2 separate regions of the Mus musculus genome follow, and region 1 is linked to region 2. A link is a contact called in public Hi-C data. All regions are on one chromosome and are shown on one strand. The core of a region is the stretch at or near the end of the contact, and the rest is flanking DNA. Distances in the headings are between cores, read along the strand shown.

Evidence for each region. Hi-C and Micro-C count contacts between places; a contact is called where the count stands out from the background.
Region 1: a contact with region 2 is called in a Hi-C map of the N1E-115 cell line, with 2.7 times the contacts expected there. The contact joins two enhancer-like sites. A contact is called at or near these places in 2 of 484 Hi-C or Micro-C datasets (the N1E-115 cell line and embryonic fibroblasts) and 2 of 115 datasets of contacts at active chromatin or transcription factors (differentiating embryonic stem cells and embryonic basal ganglia).

Annotation. Positions count from the first base shown.
Region 1 is chr14:25,111,266-25,114,628 of GRCm38.p6, reverse strand. It overlaps Gm32123 (predicted gene, 32123), which reads right to left. Exons shown (of 3, transcript NR_153781.1): 3 at 1,698-3,363. Among named protein-coding and RNA genes, the nearest start is that of Gm32123, 3.7 kb to the right of the region's middle. Within about 2 kb of position 1,573, at least 24 of the 459 cell types and tissues checked have an H3K27ac peak or open chromatin away from gene starts, as enhancers often do. A contact at or near this core is called in the N1E-115 cell line, where this site is marked.
Region 2 is chr14:24,528,796-24,531,982 of GRCm38.p6, reverse strand. No RefSeq gene overlaps it. Among named protein-coding and RNA genes, the nearest start is that of Gm31720, 3.5 kb to the right of the region's middle. Within about 2 kb of position 1,467, at least 56 of the 459 cell types and tissues checked have an H3K27ac peak or open chromatin away from gene starts, as enhancers often do. A contact at or near this core is called in the N1E-115 cell line, where this site is marked.

The sequences.
Region 1 (3,363 bases), core at 324-2,823, 580 kb before region 2:
GGCAATCTTATATTGAGCAGAGGGTAACTGTCTTTCTATGGATCCCCCCCATTCTTCCTAGATATTCATTTGAAGAATAACCAATCACTACAATTATCTTTCTATCCAGACAGCTTGAATAAGGTATCTTTAGATTTTTGCATTCAAATCTTTTTCTATAAAACAACTTAGTTCTTACAAGTTTATTCAGCTTAAAGGAATGAAGGCTTATTCTAGATTCTATGCATTTTGATCTCTGTGTGTCTGTCAGTCTCTTCCTCCCCCTCCCTCCCTCCCCCTCCCTCCCTCCCTCCCTCCCTCCCTCCCTTCAGCATTGCCCCCCAAGGTCTAATACATGCTAGGTAAGGACTCTAGCACTGAGCTATATCCTTTTTATTAATTTTGAAACAGTTTTAATAATTTGCCCAGGCTGGCCTTGAACTCACTCCCTAGCTCAGGCTGCTCTTGAACTTGTGACTCCTCAGACCTTCAAGTCCCTCTGACTTTCTTACACATCTTTCATGGAATTCATACTGAGCCGACTGCTATGCCAGGCTTTTAATATTTCTGCCATTCATCTAGTTATTCTTTAAATGTTTATTTAGAGCTATTATGTGCCATTGCGCTGGGCCAGAAACTGGAGTTGCCAAAGTCGTGGTCCTTGCTTTTAAGTAGCTCATGATCTTTCAAAGAAGACAGAAGGCCATCGAATCCTGAGCTGATGACCTGAACTCAGGGCTCAGTATGGCAAACAAAAGGCCAAGGACTGAGCTTAAACCTTAGCATCTCCACTTCCGGAACTTCATAATCTTTGTGGATCTCAGTTTCTTTATCTGTAAAATGGGAGGAAGTAGGAATACAAGTGGGCAACGTTATGAACATTCTCTTCACAAAATTTTAGAATCCATTTGTACTTTTTAAAAGTCAGTCATGCATTGGTTTGAAATTTTACTAAGATACAAATTCCAACCAAGTGGGCACCAGTATGAACACTGCTACTTTCTTCACGGAACAAAAGATAAAACTGAGCTAATTACTTTTGATATCAAAAGGTCAATTATTTGTAGGTTCCAAATCCTCCCCCCTGTGGTCATCTCTTTGGCAGGAAACATGACTAAGCCTGTGGGAGTGGAAAGAGGAGGATGGGCTGGGCTTATCTAGTGGCTTGGAGTCAGCTGGGGAGCTGAGGTCAGGCAATGGGAGGAAGGATCAAATTTAAATGAAGAGAAAGGTTGAAGTTGCTAGCAAAGGAGCTGGACTTCAGAGAGGGCCCAGGCGCATGAGGCTACTTCACATAACAATGTTTTTCCTTTACTTATTCAACAACATGTTCTTCCATACCAGTCTGGGCAGGTGCTGGTCACACAGGGTGATCCCTCTCCTGGGAAGGTTTGTGATCTAGTTAGGAGGATCAGACATTTCAAAAACCCAAAGGTGGGTGACAATTGCTGGCAGATTAGTCTACATGGCCATCGAACCAGATCTGGCCTGCAGTCAGGGAGGCTGTATTTGAGCGAGTGACAATGGATCTGTGATACAGAGGAAAGAGCTACCAAGGAGTAAGGGAGTCACTACGCAGACGTGGAACAGCATGATGGTGCTGAGGAGCAGCACGAGCTGACTACAGGAACCGTGACTCACCAGTTTTGGTGAAAGTGGTGTTTACCAGCTTTCAGTAAAAAGGGAGAAGGAAGATTGAACCAGAAAGGCAACGACGCTTTGTGTTCATCCATAAGACGGTTTTTTACACAACCATAAAAATATACAGAGAGCACTGAGATACTCGAATGTCAAGATTTCAGAAGCAGTATCAATGGTGTTAGTTTCTTCTAGAAGGGCTTGCATGGGAGCCCTGGCTCTTGCTTTTCACGAGTAAACCATATGTGAGCTTTAAGAGCTCCTGGAAGCAGAAGCCGGTGAGCATCAGTCCTAATCAGGTTCTCTCTCCAGCCCTCACTTCTGACCCCCGAGTCTTCCTGAGAACTGCTGCTGCTCTGACCAGTGAGAACTCGGGAACTACAGCCATTTCTGTTACTCTAGTTCCCTCAACAAGTGCCTCTATGTGTTATGTGGGTAGAGAAAAAAGGGGGGGGGGTTGACAATTCATCAAGTCTAGGAAAGAGATTAAGTAACTACTCGGGCTTTAATTGTGTGCCTTATCGGAGAGTTTGATGTTTGTAACATGCATTATAAGTCTCTAACTGGGGACATAATTAGGAATATTTTCCAAACACATTTGATCTGAAAACATGCTTTTCCTGCGAATCCTGGGCAGATGTGTTTCAGAGTTTGTTTTTGGTAACTGCTACTTAAGTGAGTACCTTAAGTCTGAAACCTCAGTGGACTGGATTGTAGAGGTCACTTTGTCCAAACCTTCCGTGCAACAGAAGGCTGTGACTAAATCCCAGTGACCTTAATCCACCTTGCAGGTGTCACTGCAGACACACCCCTTCCACCAGATACTGTGATGCTGTAGGCGAGAAAAGTGGCACCAAGAGTAGTGATGTCCCTATGTCCTGTGGTGCTACTGCCAGCCAGTTCTGGCTCTGGCCCTCAGTTTCAAGGTGTGTTCAACAAGTACTAAGCATCTGTGGTTCTGAGGACTCAACACTACCTGACAAGTACCTGGCACACCAGAATCACACAGGAGAGTTGTCAGCCAGCTGGCATCTCACCCCAAGAAACACGCACCCTGCTTTATACAACCAATTATATGCAAATATTCTTTGTAGGATATGCAAATACTCATGGCATTTTCTATAGCATTAGGTTTTAGTCTTATTTCTAAGAAAACATACTGAATTCAAGGGCCAGGAGAAACATTCTATTCTATCTGCTGGTGCACCAACCTCCCAGCAAGCTCTTTGATTATTTAACCTGGTGTTAATTTCATTAAGAACAAATGCACCAGACTTTATTATCCTTTAGAAGAACGGAGGCTTCAGAATTAGAACACTGCATATTTATGAGTGTGGGGTGTGTGTGTGTGTGTGTGTGTGTGTGTTTGTGTATGCACAAGCATGAACATGGAGGCCAGAGATCAATGCTGGGTATCTTCCACAATCCTTTCCCATCATATGTTTTTGAGGCAGGGTCTCTCACTGATCTTGCAGCTCACTGCTTCCACTAGACAGGCTGATCAGCAAATCCCTGGAATTCTCCTCTCTGCTGGGCTCTTGCAGGCACATGTCACTGTATCTAGCTTTTATATGGGGTCTGAGGCTGAAACTCAGTCCTTCACACTTGTATGGAGGTTCCTTACAGATTGCTCCATTACACTGGACTCCCCTTTCCATTTTAGAGAAATGGATGTAGGCTCGATGAGAAGAGGCAATGTACTAAAGTTCTTACCGGACTCAGGAATTGTTCTGGTTCTAGAGAAGC
Region 2 (3,187 bases), core at 218-2,717:
AACTCTCTTATAAAGACTTGGTTCCCAATAAAATGTGTTGAGGGCTATCAGTGCATCGGAGAGATGCTTGGGGCCTCGAGACTCCATCCTAACAAAGGAGGGACACAGAGTGAGTCAGGTCCCTTGTCCCGCCCAATCTTTTTTGTTCATCTAGTGCCTTCACATCCTTCCTCCGTGTGGGGCAGCATGGGGCCCTCACCAGTAGCTGAGCAGACCATACATTCAAATAAACCTCTTTTTGTATATTTCCTAGTATGGAGTATTCTGTATAAGAAACAGGAAATGGGGGGCTGGTGAGATGGCTCAGTGGGTAAGAGCACCCGACTGCTCTTCCGAAGGTCCAGAGTTCAAATCCCAGCAACCACATGGTGGCTCACAACCATCCCTAACGAGATCTGACTCCCTCTTCTGGAGTGTCTGAAGACAGCTACAGTGTACTTACAGATAATCAATAAATAAATCTTAAAAAAAAAGAAAAAAAAAAGAAAAAGAAACAGGAAATGGCCTCAAGCCCTGTTCCTAGATAATCGGGGAGAGGGGTTGGGTCTAATTCAGTTTATTGGCAACAATCATCCCTTAAACAGCCAACTACACATTGTTCAAAGCTGTCCCGCGTAATACTCCACCCCACTGTCACACCATCGGATAAGGTAGGCAAGACCAGTAACAGCCATTAGCAGGGACAGTTGGTAGTCACCAAAAGAGAAGAAAAAAATAACAAATTGAGGGCCCTTGGGACGATTTCATCATTGCTATTAACAGCTAGTAAAAGCTAGCATTGTTGGGGACAGGCTACCTACATATATTGCACTAACATGATATATATACAAGGCACGCATCACCTCCACATGCAAGCTTTTATCTCCACTCTCATTAGAAAATAAGTTCAGAAAGGATACTTGAATCCAGTGCTATCTGGCTCCACACCTAGAATTCTCAGCCATCTTCTAAAAGGGCCACTGCCTGGTAGCCACTGCCTCACCCTCTAGGCTCCCCCCATAAGCCCTCCAGGCTCCGTGGTCACTGCTTTGACCTGGGATACTGAAGCTGAGATCCTCCAGGCCACAGAGACTGAGATCCTTCCAGAGGCGCTCCTGAACCCAGCTCTCTTGGGAAAAGGAAATGAAGTAGGGCAAAGGTCTCTGGTACCAAAGCTGATCGGACAGAGTTATGTTCTGTCCAACGTGAAGCTCTGACTTGAACCTCTTTGGTGGCAAGTCCTAACGTCTGCCCCTTGGGCTATCTCTGAGGTAAGGAGGGTGGCTAGCTGGCTGATGGAGGTGCGTGTGGGGAGCATATCAATACAGTCACTGAGCCTCCTAACTGAGGAGGCTCTAATTGCAGCGCTCCAAAAGCAAGCCCTGGGGTTTAGTTGAAACTGACCCTTGTAGAGTGCCCTGGAAGCAGTGCAATTTATAGAGAGGCTAAACCTAAAGCAGGCCAATCTCTGCAAAGCAAGGGAGGAGCCTGAAGGAGGGCCTGGCTCTAGGGCTGCTGGCACAGCTGTGAGCCCAAACTGCTGATTCTGCCCTCCCACCCCCCCCTCCAGCTCGGCGAGGGAGGGAAAGCCACGCCCACATGCAGCCCAGTGGGATCAATTAGAGGATTTGCGGCCAAACACCAGAGGGGTGTGCCTCCTCTGCTCCGTCTTGCAGGTTGCTATAATAAGGAAGCACCTATGACACTACACAGATTAATACTCCACTGAGCAAATTAATCCTCGGAATTTCACTCACTACCTGTGGCTTATAAATTTTAATTGGCTCTAAACTGCCACCTGAACTGATGTGCAAGTGTAGGGATGCCAGAAACGGCCCAAGCCTCAAACACACGTGGATGTAACCTCTAGAAAAGGGGGTGTGGGTGGGAAGGGCTATTACAGATGCCAAGTAAATGGGTAAAGAGCATAAAGTTCCAGTAGCCACCTCAGTATCCCCACCACCACTGAGGAAGCTGGAGGAAGAGAATAGAGACTACACTCAGGAAATCTGTACCTCCGTCCCCTGCTCTTCCTGCCCAGGATTCCGGTCCCCGATTAACTGGGCAACTCCACAAGCTGTGACGGAGCACTGGGTATGGGTCAGTACTGTGGCATTTAGATACGGGATACAGAAGCCCCACTCAGAGAGATCTGTGTACCAGCGGAGGCAGCACTGCTATGAAGACGCTGAGGTAGACGCGGAAGGAGAGTCTCCTAGGGAGGCCCAGTTCTCTCTGTTTCTATCACAGAACACACGGGCTTTGTCCCCCCTCCCTCTTTGAAGACAGGTTTATGAAGCTTCTGTAGCCGGGCAAACTTGGTGGCCTCTGCTGCTGATATGCTTGTAGTTCAGCAGCATCCACAGCCTGTCCTGGAACCAGACGCTCCTCTCTGGTCCTCTGCTACATGGCTCTTTCCTTAGAAGCGAGACACACGGCTTCCCTTGAACTTCCCGCGGGAAAGGCAAAGGTCTGTATTGCTCCACCCAATGGTAGTAGCTACTACTTGTGTCTACAGAACCCTTGAAATGTGGCTGCCTCTCCTGATGAACTGACTCCTGCTTCATTTAACATTCTCCCTCCTGGTCTCTCAGCCCTGCCAGACTTCCTCTATGACCTCTATCTTCCTCTATCAAATACACTTCCTTACTTGAGCATGTACACGTGTGTGTGTGTGTGTGTGTGTGTGTGTGTGTGTGTGTGTGTAGGTCTAAGAACATCTTCCAGGAGTCAGCTCTGTCCTTCCACCATGTGGATTTCCAGGATTTAACTCGAGTTATAAAATTTAGAGGCAAAGCTACTTTTAACTCATAGAGCCATCTCACCAGACCTCAACCACAATTCTTTAAAAAAAAATTTTTTTTACTTTATTATTTTTGTATGTTTTGTTTTGCACCTCATGTGTGCAGTGCCCTCAGAGGCCAGAAAAGGCCACGGAATTTCCTGGGACTGGAGTCACAGATGGTTGTGATCCAACATGTGGGTGCTGGGAATTGAACCTTGGTCCTCTGAAAGAGCAGCCAGTGCTCCTATCAGCTGATCCATCTCTCTGGTCCATCAACAATTCTCGAACCATCCTCTCTGTAAAAGGTCAAACAAACCAGCTGAATGTCTCTAATCCTAGCTCTTCAGAGGGGGAGGCAGGAGGATCAAAAGTTCCAGACATCCAAGGCAACATAGCCAGAGCTTGTCTCAAAAATGAAATGGG